Linked DNA regions of Dromaius novaehollandiae: region 1 is linked to region 2. Evidence: chromatin contacts called from public Hi-C data. All regions are on one chromosome and are shown on one strand. Each heading gives the region's core, a stretch centred on a gene start, on an enhancer-like site or on the middle of the called end of the contact. The rest is flanking DNA. Distances are from core to core; before and after follow the strand shown.

Region 1 (6,552 bases), core at 638-3,137, 76 kb after region 2:
CCAGCTAGACTAGTATTCAGTGCCCTGGGAGTCCTAGAAAGCCAGCAAGCGTTGGAGAGCCTTGCCAGTCTGCGTGGGGCCAATATTTAGGCAATCCCACTTTCTTTATTGCAGGGCTTCACAATGACATTGCAGGGTTTAATTTTCACTTATTTTGTGCAACTTTGAGCAAAACCTTTCCTAGGGATGCTTTCTGAATAAGCACATGCTGGGTATGGCGTATTGGAGACAGGAGAGAGGACTGCAGGAGGCTGAGCTACTGTGGCCTTGCTGGTTGAGGTTTGCCGGCTGGGCAGTGATCATGGGGAGCATCTCTGCTTTGAGCCTGCTGGATATGCACAGCGGAGCGGGGAGCCTTAAACACAGTCATGGTAGTTGTGCCTGGTGGCTTGCCCTCAGCGGCGTAGCCGTGGCTGTGGGACAACTCATTGTAGATGGGCACAGCAGGGGAAAGGGGAAAGGAGGTTCCCTGTTCCCAGTCTCAATTAGCCAGTGGCTTAATTGCTATCGCTTTAGTGAAGGGGTCTCAAGGAGGAATTTGGAGACCACCGTGATAACTCTGTCGCATTTGTGCTCCAAAGCTGAGAGGGTGGGTGGGTGCAGAAGAAGATAAAGGTATGCAACTGTGAAAGATCGTTAGCTTCGAGAGGGCTCTGATTAATTTCCTGGCTTTATATGTCTGGGTCACAAGGCACGCACTGGTGAGCACACAACAAATAATAAGCAGCAGCCTCAAGCTTTCTTTGCAGGAAGGATTTGTGGCTAAGGGGTTTTTTGGATGGTTCGCTTTAACTGTTGAGCCAGCTTCCTAACCTTGAATTTACATTAACCAAACTGCTTTGTTTGTTTTGGAAACGAGCACCCTGGGGCAGGTGGGCTGTGGCAGACAAGGTTTTTCCGCTGTGCAGGAACCGTATTTTTGCCAGAGGATGCAGTTTGCCACCGGAGCCAAGCTGGCCTAAAGTCCAGGTGATGCCAGAAGGGAGGCACTGCTGTCCCCCAGCCACCGGCCAGCACTCATGGCTCCTCTTGCTTGCGTGTATAGCAGGCACCTTTCCAGTCCTGCTTTGGAAAGCCCTTGAGTCCTGCTGAGTGTCAGAGGGACTCGGACTTTTCAGCCACTTACTATTTTTGAAAATATTTTCCTGCACACATCTTACTCTCTCCATCAGTAAGGTTACTTATATGACTAATAAGAATACTTAATTATGTGACCCACTGTATACCTGAGGAGGCTGGCGCCTAATCCTGCATTGATTATGCACTACCCGCTCCTGGTAGCTACACTGCACGCGTAAGAGGCGCAGGAGCAGACGTGAGTGTGGATTAATTATTCGGCTCTTGGGGAACAGGCACCCTTTGATCAGGCGCACAGAGTGGCTGCGTGACACATGAAAAGACTCATTTGCCACTGCTGATGACAGTGATGCACTTGCATATGCGCATCCCTCCTCGCCTCCTCGGTTCAGCTAAAACCATCAGTGTTTCTCATTTTGCTCTCTTTTCTTTTTCTGATCTCTTGAGTATTTCCTACTTTTTCGAGGGGGAGGGCTTTTTTTTTTTTTTTTTTTTTGTCCCAGGATGCAGTTATTTGGTTGGAAAAAAACCCCTAAACTTCATACATGAATAATGTGGTTTAATGTAATTGAACAGCGGAAATGGCAGGGCTTCTAATGTATTAGATGCGAACACAAGGAAAGTCAGGCATTCAGCATGATCATCCCCTGAAATAGTAAGCAAATGTTTTGTGTAAATACCATCTCATTAAGTAATAAAACAAAGCCAGGGAACAGTTCAATTCATGGCTTGTGTTGAAAAACACAGCAGAGCGAGTCAGGCAAGCTGGCGTTTGGGAACGGGGTGGTTGGTTTGGAGCGGTTTGCGGTTTCAGGAGGCGGCTGCCTGCTGCCGAGGGGGCGTGCTTTGTTGCATTCGCTTTGCACGTGGGTTTCTGGAAAGTTGGAGGGGTTTTCTGAGAGAGCGGAAGCGCGTGATGAACAAAAGCAAGTAAAATGACAGGGAAACACTGATCACAAGAAATTTAGCGTAACTTCCCTTTTGTTCTTTGAGCGTCGTTAACAGTACCCGAGCGTGACTGTACGAGAGAGCTCCTTGCACCTTTGTAGTGATTCGTCGTTAGATCTGACGGTTGCAGCTAGGGATAAAACAGGAATGGATGTGCTTCTTGTTTGAGCTGGCAGGTAAGAAATGGAGAGGTGGAGAGCGGGGTGCAGGGGCTGTGTAGTGACATACCTTTTTCTCCATTGCGCGATGTCTGTTGTGTGATGCTCAAGAAGGACACTGTGTTCCTAGGCTCTGAGTTTGGGGAGAAGGACATAAGAAACTTAGGATTTGAGGACATTGGCATCTTCATGCGTTCTTACAAAAGAGAAAGTAACTTTAAGGACAGGTTGTAAGTGATGTCAGGCTTTTGCTGTTTTGCCTGTAGGGCTGCAGAAAACACTGTGACATACTCAATTCTGTGGCGGGGCTTTTAAAATGATTTCTGTTTACTTATTGCTGTTTCCCTTTCTTATCAAACATAGCATCTTCCTGGCTTTGCGGTTAGATTGCCCTGCATTTCAGGATCTCTCACCTCTTGCTCATCACCCAGCAGCTGTTTCCCGGTAACGCAGCCTTGTTACTCTGGATGGTGCTCGGAAGTTTCCTGCCTTAAGGAGGAGCCGCTTTTCCCTTTGTAGTCTCTTCTTCCTTTGACCAACTTGCTTGGGAAAGAATGCAAGAGCTGTTGGCCTGAATGCAAAAGAAGCCATTTCCTCACTTTCTGCTAACCTCACGATCTGACTGGGCTCCCAAACGCTCAGAAGGGTTGAGGAGGAGCTTCACAGTTGGGCATAGGACATCTCTGTGTCCCAAGTGTTTCTTTATGTGTCCTGAACTATGGGTAGGCCTGCACCAGAGAAGATTGGGTGTTGGTTCCTCGCTTCTTACAAGCGCTCTTTTGCCTGGCAAGTGTGGCCAACCTCTTTTTGCTCTGCCACCAAAACTGCCGCAGGTTGGAAGGGGGCCTCTCCACGCCAGGCCTGCTTCTGCGGAGTTTCTCCCCGGCGCAGAGCTGAAGTGCTTCCTCCTGCTGGGTTGCTTCTGGCCAGCCGGCCTGCCTTGCTTCTAGAGAGAGTGCGTCTTGTGATCTCTTCTAGCATGCAGGAAAGAGATTTAATAGCTACAACCTCCGGCTACTTTTTAATAATGATATCCCCCAGCTACTTTGAGCGTGGCCCTGATACAGGGAGCATCCGCTGATGGAGCTGGCTGTGGGACCAGCAGCAGCGGTGCTGCACCGGTCAGCCTTGCTGTGGGATGAGAGATTCGGTTTCGGGCTTTGCGTTGGGTTGTCACGATACGCCCTCGTGTTTTGTGCCGGCTCCTGGAATCGGAGATCCGCGGAGCGGTTGGGGCTGCAAGGGGCCTTGGAGATGAGCTGGTCTAACCCCTGCCCAAAGCTGGGCCACCTGGAGCAGCTTTAATCCCTCTGTCATTGCCCAAGTAACCTCCTGCTTGATAGGTGACAACAGCGGGTGCCTGCTGGCGGCAGGGGGCTACACGAGGCCCAGGAAATCACTGTTTTCTTCTCCAGCGCCTGCAGACCTCAGCCTGGGGCTGTCATCTCCCTCCTGTAGGAGGATTTTCTGCTGTCACCTGGAGGGAGACAAAGAAAACAATTTAAAGGCCGGCTGGTGTGTGCACTAACAGGAAGCGAAATGGCTTATCCCGAAGTAGAAGCATTTAGCTGAAAGACTAAAAAGCATTTTTAAAGCCAAAATTCTCGTGTACGCCTGTCAGTATTGCTAGCAGAAGAGTTTCAGGTTGCAGTTAATGGGAATTGCTGATACCTTTAAGGAGTATTTTGGACTCTGATCTCACTGAGTTTCGGTTTGAGAAATTGTGAAACACTCTTTCGTGAGAAGTAATAATGAACTCTGTACGTCAGTGAGATGAAAGGAAAATCTGATAAATAAAAAAGACCTTTTAGTTCTGATTGACCTCTTCTTGTTGGATGTCGTCAAAGATGCTATCTAAAGTGGGGCTTGCCTAAGGTCTCGTAAGTTTTGTTTTTCAATTTTTATGTGCACAATAACCAGTAGATGTTATGCAAGCCTGTTTGTGGCAAAATATTAAACTCTGTTTGATTTAAAAGGAAAATGTGTGTAAACTCCTGAAAGTTTATCAGCACATTTGATCTGCTTGGGAGAAAAATCAATGTTATTTTACTGTTATTTTTATGTCAGTAGATTTGTAGGTGTCTCTTCTGCAAGTTGAGTTTTGAGAGCAACAATGGATTTTTGAATTGATTCTTTCTGTTAGTACTGGTTAATTAAACCAGTCTCTTTTTTAATTGAAATTCTAATAGTTGTAAAGTTCTAATTTCTATTCTTTATTTTTTTATTTTACAGGTCACATGTACAGTTGCCTGTAAGTATCGTTCTGTTATTCATTTTTTTTTTTGTATATAACTTTTTTCTTCTCCTTTTAAGAAAGGTCAGTGTCAGCTAAGTATTTTAAAAAAAACTTCCTAAAAATAATTTTTAGAAATAGCATTAGAAAATATAAACTCATTTATTGTAACGCCATAACAGTCAAACAGTTAAGTAGATCCTTAAATTTTTTTAACATGTGCTTTAATCCCTTAGTTTTTCAGGTTTTTAAAGATTTTGGTAAAATCAAGTATAGATTTAATGTAGTTGAAAGATTGGAGAATATACTTCAAGCAAAACAAAGCAAATGACCCCTTTCCCTCCATCACCCACCCCAAAACCCTGAAAACACCCAACATGATGCATTAAGGATATTTTGAAGTGAGTATAGGAACTGTTATACTGGCCAAAGATCCATAGGTAACAACTAAGATAACAAAGATCCATGGGTAATAACTTTTCATATAGCAAAAATTTCCAAGACTTGTTGCAGGTTAGTCCTACATAAATACTGAACATCAAATTTAGATGAGTTAGCCTTTAAATTTTAGGGCCAAACTAAAATGAGAGGGCCAAAATCTCATTTTATGCTGCTTTAAAAGTAAAGTGAGAATTGGTCCTAAAGGACCTTTGGATTGGAGTGAATCTGGCCCATAGCATTTTTTGTTTTCACTTTCATGATCTTTGTGTGTATCCATTTTGAATAAACTAAGGAAAGAATGTTTCACTGCACCTCCAGCTCCCAGGACCGGGAACCCTAATGTTTCTAGTCACCTTTCTTAAGCTGGCTATGGAGGTTGCTTGTGTAACAACATCAGTTTCAACTAAGATAGTAATTTTTGTGTGTAGTGTTAAGGAAACAGCTGAGTCAACTCTCTCCATGCTTTAGGCTGCGCTCTGTCAACATAAAGTTGTTTGTTGTAGGCATACTGTGCCTCTTCCTTACTTGCGGGGAATACACTGTGTGAATATGAGAACTTTTGTGCTCATATACTGAGGGCAGCAGACAAAAGTGCTCTGCCAGGATGAGTGGAGCAGCTAGCTTCTGGTAGTACATGAAAAAAATGTGCGCACAAAATATGACTGAAACTTCATTCAATTCTTTTCAAACGAAACTGCACTGAAATAAAGAGCATCTCGTGATAGCCTTCACCCAGAATATGAGTAGAGTCAGTGAATGACCTAAATAACCTGGCAATCTCTTAATGTAAATCAAATGGTCTGACAGCAGTTAAAAGCAATAAAACCAGGAAATGTACAGTGAAATCTCTGTAGAAAAATGAATTGGCAAAACAGAAGTGCCTGCAGTTCTATGCATGAGATCTATGAATGATGATACTTTTGCATATGGGAAACCCAGGAGTTCTGTAAAGGTATTTATAGCTTTGTATCTTTTCTTCTCTTTCAGGCATTCAGGATTGTAGCTATGATGATTTATCAGTAAACTCTAGAAGTGGGAACAAAACCTACAGAGGCGGAAGATCAAAGAGAGATGTGTCACCATCCAACGGGACAATAAGTGCTCAGAACAATATAACAAGTATGTGATTTGGAATTTGGCTGGGAGGTGAATCTTCAGGGTGTTTTGTGCCTATGTAGTGTGTTAGCATTTTAGGTCCAAACTGTAGTCTAGAGTGTAAACAGCATAGCAGGGAGTGGATCCAGTTGCTGTGCTGGAGTAGAGAATCAGCTGGAGAAATGTATCTGCACAGCTCACTGGGAGTGTAGTTTAAAGCTGTGATTGTAGAAATGATTTTTATCACCGTTTGACTTTTCTAAAGGTTTGTGTTCCCTTCTCTTCCCTGCTTTTTATGGCCTTCCTAGGCCACACTGGTGACAGTTCAAACCTAGTGTGACCTAGAAATTTGAAATTCATACGTGACAGATCACAGCAGAAGTAACTTGTTCAGTATAGGTAGTGCTGTATCATGTATCTAGAGGAGAGGGGTGTAGGAACCTTGCAGGGAAAAGATTATTCCCCTGGGGATAGTCAGCTTAGGAAAAAAATAACAGCAGGTTGTATGCAAAGTCTTTCTCAACGCCGTGTGTGAAGTAAAGTGAGCTGATATCTGCAGGGCATGGCGATCATCACTGCTGCACCCAGACCCTTTAAATC
Region 2 (7,182 bases), core at 1,044-3,543:
ACTTGGTGCTCAGCTACTCAGCTAGTAGGCTGTTCTAAACCTCCTAGTTTGTTCTTCCTGGATCTAAATATCATAGCTTCCTCTGAAAGCCACTTAGGATACTTCAGGAATCCTCTCCCAAGGCAGCTGTAACTTCCTTGGAGGAAACGGCAAGCTCCAGTGCACAGCACTGAGTGATTAGAAAAGCCTCAGAAGGATAGGGAAGGGGGAAGGACACCTGTCACTTTTTATTTTAAAGTAGTGTTAAAGCACATGGTTGCATCCTGTGTTTGAATGTTGTACTGGATCAGGACAGAGACTGGGAACTTCCTACATTTTATCCCTGTCACCACTGGGAGCATGAGCAAGTGACAGGAGCCAGAGGTGGGTTAATATACAGAGCCATTAACACTGGAGACCAGTAATGCGCAAATTACTAGAGCTTTTGGGGTCCAGATTTTCTAAAATCTCTTTGGTGGTCAAGAAAATTTTTTGTTAATTTTTTTATTTGCATAGGTAAGCCACATCCAGGGACCTGCTCTCTGGTGATCATACAGCTTGATCTGGTTATTTTTACTCCATTTTTGTACAGAACTCCCTGATATGTTGTTGTTCAGCCCCAAATTAGGATTTGGCAATTTCTAGAGCTTTTGGGAACATGGCTGTTTCTTAGTGTTTTGGGTCGTCGTCCCCCCCGGGGGCCTGTGTATTCTTCCTCTCTCGTATTACTCTTTCTCACTTCCACTGTAGAGTCTAAGCAAAGGTTGCTGCTGTGTGCTTTTGCTGGTTTTGTCCTTCTGTTAAGCTGTGCTTTTAAATAATCATCAAGAGTGCCTCAGGCATAGGATGGGCACCTTTCCCATACGGTTTTATAAGCATAAATAAATACTTATAGAAAAGACATCTGTGGCAGTTCCCCCCTTCTTCTCTGACAGATCTCTCTTCAAAGCCATGGATCAAAAGAACATAGCAGATATTGAGCAGCAGGGACCATGACTCTAAGGACTGGTGCAGCAGAGTCACACGTGTACTTCTAAGTCTGCCTAACTAACCTTGCAAAACGCAGGTTGAGAAAACAATAAACACACTTATCTTGTGTGCCTCTTGCCAGCAGGGGAAGAAAGTGCCTCCTGTCACTCAGAGCAACTCTCTGAGGCACAGCAGTCATGTGTGGAGGCTGAAGGAGGCCTGTCAGAGGCTCGTTGCTTGCAGAAGTATGACAGAAATTCAAGTCTGCTTTCACTGAGACATTAGGAATGGCAGTGCTGAGACTCAAGAGACCTAAATTAAAATTCCAGCTCTGACACAGACTTTTGGAGTGTATGAGCAAATTACTGTGTGCCTCGGTTCCTACTAGTAAAAGAAGGATGATAATATTTCTTCTCTGACTTTGTCTTGTATCAGAGTATCAGACCGAGGCCATTTCTCACTAAACATGCACACTTGGACCCCAGCCCTCCCGAAACAGCCAAGCAATAAGAAGAAAAGTAAAAATACTAGTAAGTAGGCAAGTAAGTGATTTCTAACACCTTGGAGTTAATATGAGATTTCCTAGTATTGGTTTTATATACTAAAAAGGTAAGATTTATCTGTTTGTGAAGACAGGAAAGTTTTTATTGAAAGCTGTAAAACTTGCCTGAGAGACAAGCAAGTAAACAGATTTGACTGTAGACAAGTGTTTTCTTCATATAAAACCGGTGAGGCAAGAGATACATTTTTATAGCTGTGTATCTACTCGAAACAGCTCATCTACTGTTCTGTCCTTAAGGCTGGTGGGACATCGGTAAGGGGCATAATCATTAGTTCCCAAACTTTACTACTGTGCTCCAGATTTTGTTCTTTTTCTTTCCACGGCTCATTCCAGCATGACTCTGGATGTCAAAGGTTGATGGCAACAAGACAAACTGTATCCCATGCTGCCATCCTGAAACTACTTGTCTGGTTGGTAAATATAGTGCTTGATATTAACTGTGTTTTCTTAAACTCGTTTACTGGAATTGGTATTTTACAATAGAGAGTATATCTCCTTCCCAGCCAATACTTATCATTGGTTTGGAATGAACAAACCTGGTTCTTCACTGTCCAGCTATCTGGCAGCACAGAGCATTGCTTAATAACTAGCGTTGTGGTTAGGCAGTATTTTGCAGTGACATAAATAAGTGTGTGAGGCAGTACTGGACAACAAATAACGAGGCTGATGTCCTAACTGTGGTGTCCAGTATTGGGTAAAGGGCTGTCATTTCTCGTCAGCCTGCATCACTGAGGAAGGTGAAGGTCAAGGGAAGCTGCAGTAACTCGGCAGCTCTGTAGATGTCGCCAGTCTTTCACTCCCCCACCATTCTCTGGTTGGTACCTATCTCCCTCCAGCCATCTATTTCGTAACCTCAGAGGAATTGCTGTTTGGATGATGAAATAGTGCGTCGTACAAGTTAAGAGCTGCCAGCAATGAGCTGTGCCTGGACAGGAGATACAAAATGGAAAATGTAAATAGTAATGCAGTATTTTTTCAATTACATCTTAAGCAAACATACTTACTTACCAGGAGTCAGAGAACAGTGTGAATGTCTTTTTGGATTTTGCCAGCTAAATCATTAGGGCATTTCCTGAGCTTTGTTTAAAATGATTTATGGAGGTTATTTGCAACATTTTGCCTTCTCCTGGAATTCTCACGTAAAAATCCAAACCACATAATTTCCGTTCACATAACACCCACAGCAGGCATGCACTGTTCTCTGCTGGAGCTGGGAATTTGTCTGCAAAGTGGCAGGAGCAGTTCCAAAGGGAAAAAAACAAAAAAATCGAAAAAAACAAAAAAATAAAAAAAAATCAGGAGAGAGAAGGGAGAAAATGACCCTCCCAAATCCTTGCCTTGCAGAGGATGACTTAGGTGCTAACTTCAGATAGTGAATAGGAAGCTAAGTGTGTGAAGATAGGGCAAAGTGGGAGGGGAAAGGAGAACAAGGAGATGGATTTCCTGATTGCTTGATGAGGTGAGATTTTTGGAGCATAAACCCAGCCTCCCTAATTACCAGTTCTGCTTGGATGTGCTGCAGCAGCACCCCAGAGATTTTGAGTCCCATGCTTCACTTGGTGGTGGTGGGGTGCTGCTGCCTCCTGTAATAAGACTGCTGCTCACTGCTCTGAGCAAAACTGACCTCTGTTACATCAGTGCGGAAAGCTTTAATTGATCTCTGTTATGTTCATGGGAAGAAGTAGATAGAGTGAGGTCAGGTTTGTAATACAGTATTTGGCTAGAGTACTTGCTAGCTGGAGCCCTGGAGTTGCGGGGAGGCACCCCAATGCAACAATCCTTTCAGAGAAACTCCTTTAGTTATCTTGTAACACGTATCTGCACGGGGCTTTGCCAGCATAGCTAGAACTTGGCCACCACTCTTGGAGGCAAGCCCTGGCCAGACAGACTGTGCTCAGAAAACGTACACTCATTAGTCCCAGGAAACCATTTCGACACAGGCTTCATTCGATCCCTACCCGAGACTTCAGCAGGATTTTCTGTCTGGCCCCAAGCAGGGGTACCTTCCCAGCTTGACATTTAAATAAGACACAGGGACTAGGATGGAGGGATCAGAAAGGTCAAGAGAGGGGCAGGTCTTGGCAGGATGGGCAGTAGGGCCTGGCTGCTGGGATCCTCAGGGCAGGGGTTTGTCCATGAGATCACACAGTTGGCTAGCCTGCAGTATAGCGCATCTGGGGGGGTACAGAGCAGGATACGGCTTTTTTCTTGGCTTTTGAGCAAGTTTCTCAGACTGATGAGGAAAATTACTAAAAATTATGTATGTTTTCTTCAGGATTTCCATTTTTTAAAGTCACAGCTTAAAATATATTCAAAACTTTCGTTAGTGAACAATCCTCAAAATGCTGAAAATATAGATTAGCTCAACTGCTAACGAGGCTGCAGGCATCCCACTGTTAATAAGTAATTGGTATCTTTCACACCATGCCTTTAACCTTTGGATGGCGGGCCATACCCTAATTTGATATACAATGGTGTATTTCAGAGAGCCTCCACTGAGATCAGTGCAATTGCTTTGAACTTATGTTGGTGTAATAGGAAGTAGAATTTGGCCCTAAGAGAGAGGCAGTGAAAATTGAACATATACTATAATTCCAAGTGGTAGGTTTTTGTATTTATTGCCATTCATTCAGGATTTGAATCTTGGAGATTGAATTAATTTCAGATCTTCTACCACCTGACCCAAAACAAAAACCAGACAGCTGTGTTTGTTACTGCTTGGTAATATATTTTTCCAGGAAAACGCAGCTTAAGCTTAGTTCTACTGGAATAGCAGGCTGTTATTTGTGCTTTACGAAGTGTACCACTAGACGAAGAGAAAGCAAGCATCTGCCTATTCCAGGGAACTTCACATCGAACTTTAGTGCAGTGCAATAGCCTGTCAAAAATGTGTTTGAAATGATGTTTTAAAATCCTGTTCAATTGAAAGGAAAGGAAAAAATCGAAGAGCATGCTGAGGAAATGCTTAATTTGTATTTATTATTAAATGCAAAACAAAACACACTGTCTAAGAAAAGGGCAAACACCTGAGAGATTGAAAATGTCCAGTCAGATTTAATAAAGATGACAACAGTAGAAGAGTCTGTTTCCTGCAGCACTATGTAAAATAGGGACCAAAAGAATAGTTCATTCAACATATTGACCATGCCACATTACTTAATCCCCGAAAGACACCTATTTAGATTTACGTCTGATCTCAAAATTGGGACAATCATAGATACCTTGGGACCTAAAGCTGAGATTTCGAAAGACATCAACTTTACTTGAACCCCAGTAGGAGCTGGGTCCTGGTTGGAGGGAAGCTTTTTGGCCTGTTCCACTGCTGTTGGTCCTCTTGAGATTCCAGCTTTTTCTGCCTGGAAACATCAAGGAAATTATCTTTCATACTGATTTCTGAAGGTGGAAGGCGGCAGAGACCCCAAATAGTTCCAGTAGCTTTACACAGAAGGTGAAAAGTCACAGTGATTCAAAATGGGGCTTCTTGATGAACGGCCACAAGGAGCTAGTTCGTTGTGCTCTCTTGCATACTTTCCAGTTAGGGGTCTTGGGACTATCCTGGACCACTGAGTCTGCTTTCTGAACAGAGCAGTTTGTTTTTTAAGTGCAATAATGTTTGGAGATGGAGATGGTTACGTGTGTGTGCAGGAAATTCACAAACACTTCATAGCCATCTACATATTTAAATGTCAAAAAAAAAAAAAAAGCTTTTCAGCTGCTTTATCTCAGAAAAAAGAGTTCTGCTGCACTCTTTATGCAACTTATTAATAGGCAGACAAAAAGACTGTTAGATGCTTCTGTAATGTGTAGAGTACGTGATTGAAAAAGGAAGGATTTTTTTCAATTAGTTACACCAATCTTGAATTATAACATAATTTTAATTGAAGTAAAGGGAGATCCACATGAATATCCATGTCATCGATCAAGACGAGATGCATTGCAATGAATAGTGAATGAATAACAATGAAACACCAAAATAAAATGTCACCATTTAGAGATACTTCATTGTAGCTCTTGCACACATTCGTCCACCAAGAATACCTGAACCAGTACATAATTTTATGGCTGATGGCATGTTCATTATGCTGAAATGTAATGAAAGAGTAGACACAATTCAGCCTTTTTGTCAAAAACTGATTCATCTAGAACCTGTTACAAAACTCGACAGAGGAAGTTTTCTAAATCAGTTTTGCCAGTCATCAATTACAGTAGCGTTGGCCCATCTTTGCTGGATGCTCTTGTACCAGAAATCATAGTTGATTAGAGGTAAATGTATGTATCCAAGGGCAACGTAGACAAACATTTACAAACTTCATTAGTTGTTTGGAGAGAAATTTATGTCTGTTTGATGAGAAATCATTTTGCACTAACTCACAGGCTTTGCAATCTGGAAGACATTGTGTGCAAATGAATCTTTGTTGTGATTATTATTTATTTTAAACTTCCAAGATCAAACCTGACTGCAGAGAGAGAGGCAGGTTCTACCTGTAGAATTTGGCCCATCTCTTGCAAGTTTGCTAGAACTGTAAATGGGATCAAGCAGCAGCATTGCAACAAAACAGCCGAAGTGTTGGGGTTACACGTTTTGCCTGTGAATCAGGCTTGATCTTGGTTGTCCAAAATCACAATGCAGAGTAAAGGTATTCATTCAAAATGGGAAATTAATTCATTTATACTGTAACCAGTTTAGAGGGGCTAATGTGAATATCAAGCAACATGGTTATAGCATCAAATCAGATATGATAAATGAACTCTGAATCCTGTTTGCAAATATTTACACCAGAAGCTTGGTTTATGCACCCATTCAGGAAATAATGGAGGGCCTGATTCTCTCTTCATTTTCTTTGATTGTTATAGATGGATAAAATTTAAAGCCAGACTGAAGAGTGCATTATCTAGTCACAGGCCAGGGACTGTTGTCATTGCAGTGAGCCTTATGTGTCTCACTAATGCACAGCCTGCAGAAAGTAGGCATCCAGTTTGGGATCTGAAGATGCTGAGAATCTCCAGCTTCCCCAGCTAGTCTGTTCCAATGGTTAGTCACTCTCACTCTTAAAAATGTGTTACTTTCCCATCTGGCATCCAGATATGGGAATACATGTTGGAATAGCTCTGTTGACTTCAGCGTGCTGCTCCTGCAGAGAGGAAAAGCAGGCCTGAGGTCTCTTCACTACTGATCCTGACTTGAAGAGCCTGTTAGTGCTACAGGTCTGAGCACTTGGCACCAGCTATTCCAGTCAGCAAGCTGGGATGTTCGTTACTGTCTTATTACTTACTTATGCTTGTTTCACTAAGTGAACATTTGCTCACTGAGTCAGCTCTTACATGTCTGTTCTACCCACTCCTTTTTTCCCCTTCTCCCCCCGTGGAGAATCATTGCAGAGTGAAGTGATGCAGAACCTGTCATTGCCATGAGCAGGGCAGGAGTTCATTCTGCCCATTCACAAGTTATTCCTGTTCTCTGAAACACACACTCACACACACGCGCGCACACAGAAGCACATGCAAACCCACCCAAAATCTGTCTCAGAGACTCCTCTTGAAAGCTGTCAGTTATTTTGCTCTGAGATGACCTTCCTTTTAGTCTTTTGAAGGTCAGATCTTTCCTATTAAATGGGATTAGAAAGTCAGTGCATATTAGGCAGTTGCTAGAAAGTGGTAAAATTTTCATTTTG

The links. Hi-C and Micro-C count contacts between places; a contact is called where the count stands out from the background.
Region 1: a Hi-C map of brain shows a contact between it and region 2, with 4 times the contacts expected there. The contact joins two enhancer-like sites. A contact is called at or near these places in 2 of 4 Hi-C or Micro-C datasets (brain and liver).

Annotation. Positions count from the first base shown.
Region 1 is chr5:65,657,289-65,663,840 of bDroNov1.hap1, forward strand. It overlaps PTPRJ (protein tyrosine phosphatase receptor type J), which reads left to right. Exons shown (of 23, transcript XM_064513121.1): 2 at 4,416-4,434; 3 at 5,845-5,976. Among named protein-coding and RNA genes, the nearest start is that of PTPRJ, 46 kb to the left of the region's middle. Within about 2 kb of position 1,888, at least 1 of the 2 cell types and tissues checked has open chromatin away from gene starts, as enhancers often do.
Region 2 is chr5:65,580,493-65,587,674 of bDroNov1.hap1, forward strand. No RefSeq gene overlaps it. Among named protein-coding and RNA genes, the nearest start is that of PTPN5, 19 kb to the left of the region's middle. Within about 2 kb of position 2,294, at least 1 of the 2 cell types and tissues checked has open chromatin away from gene starts, as enhancers often do.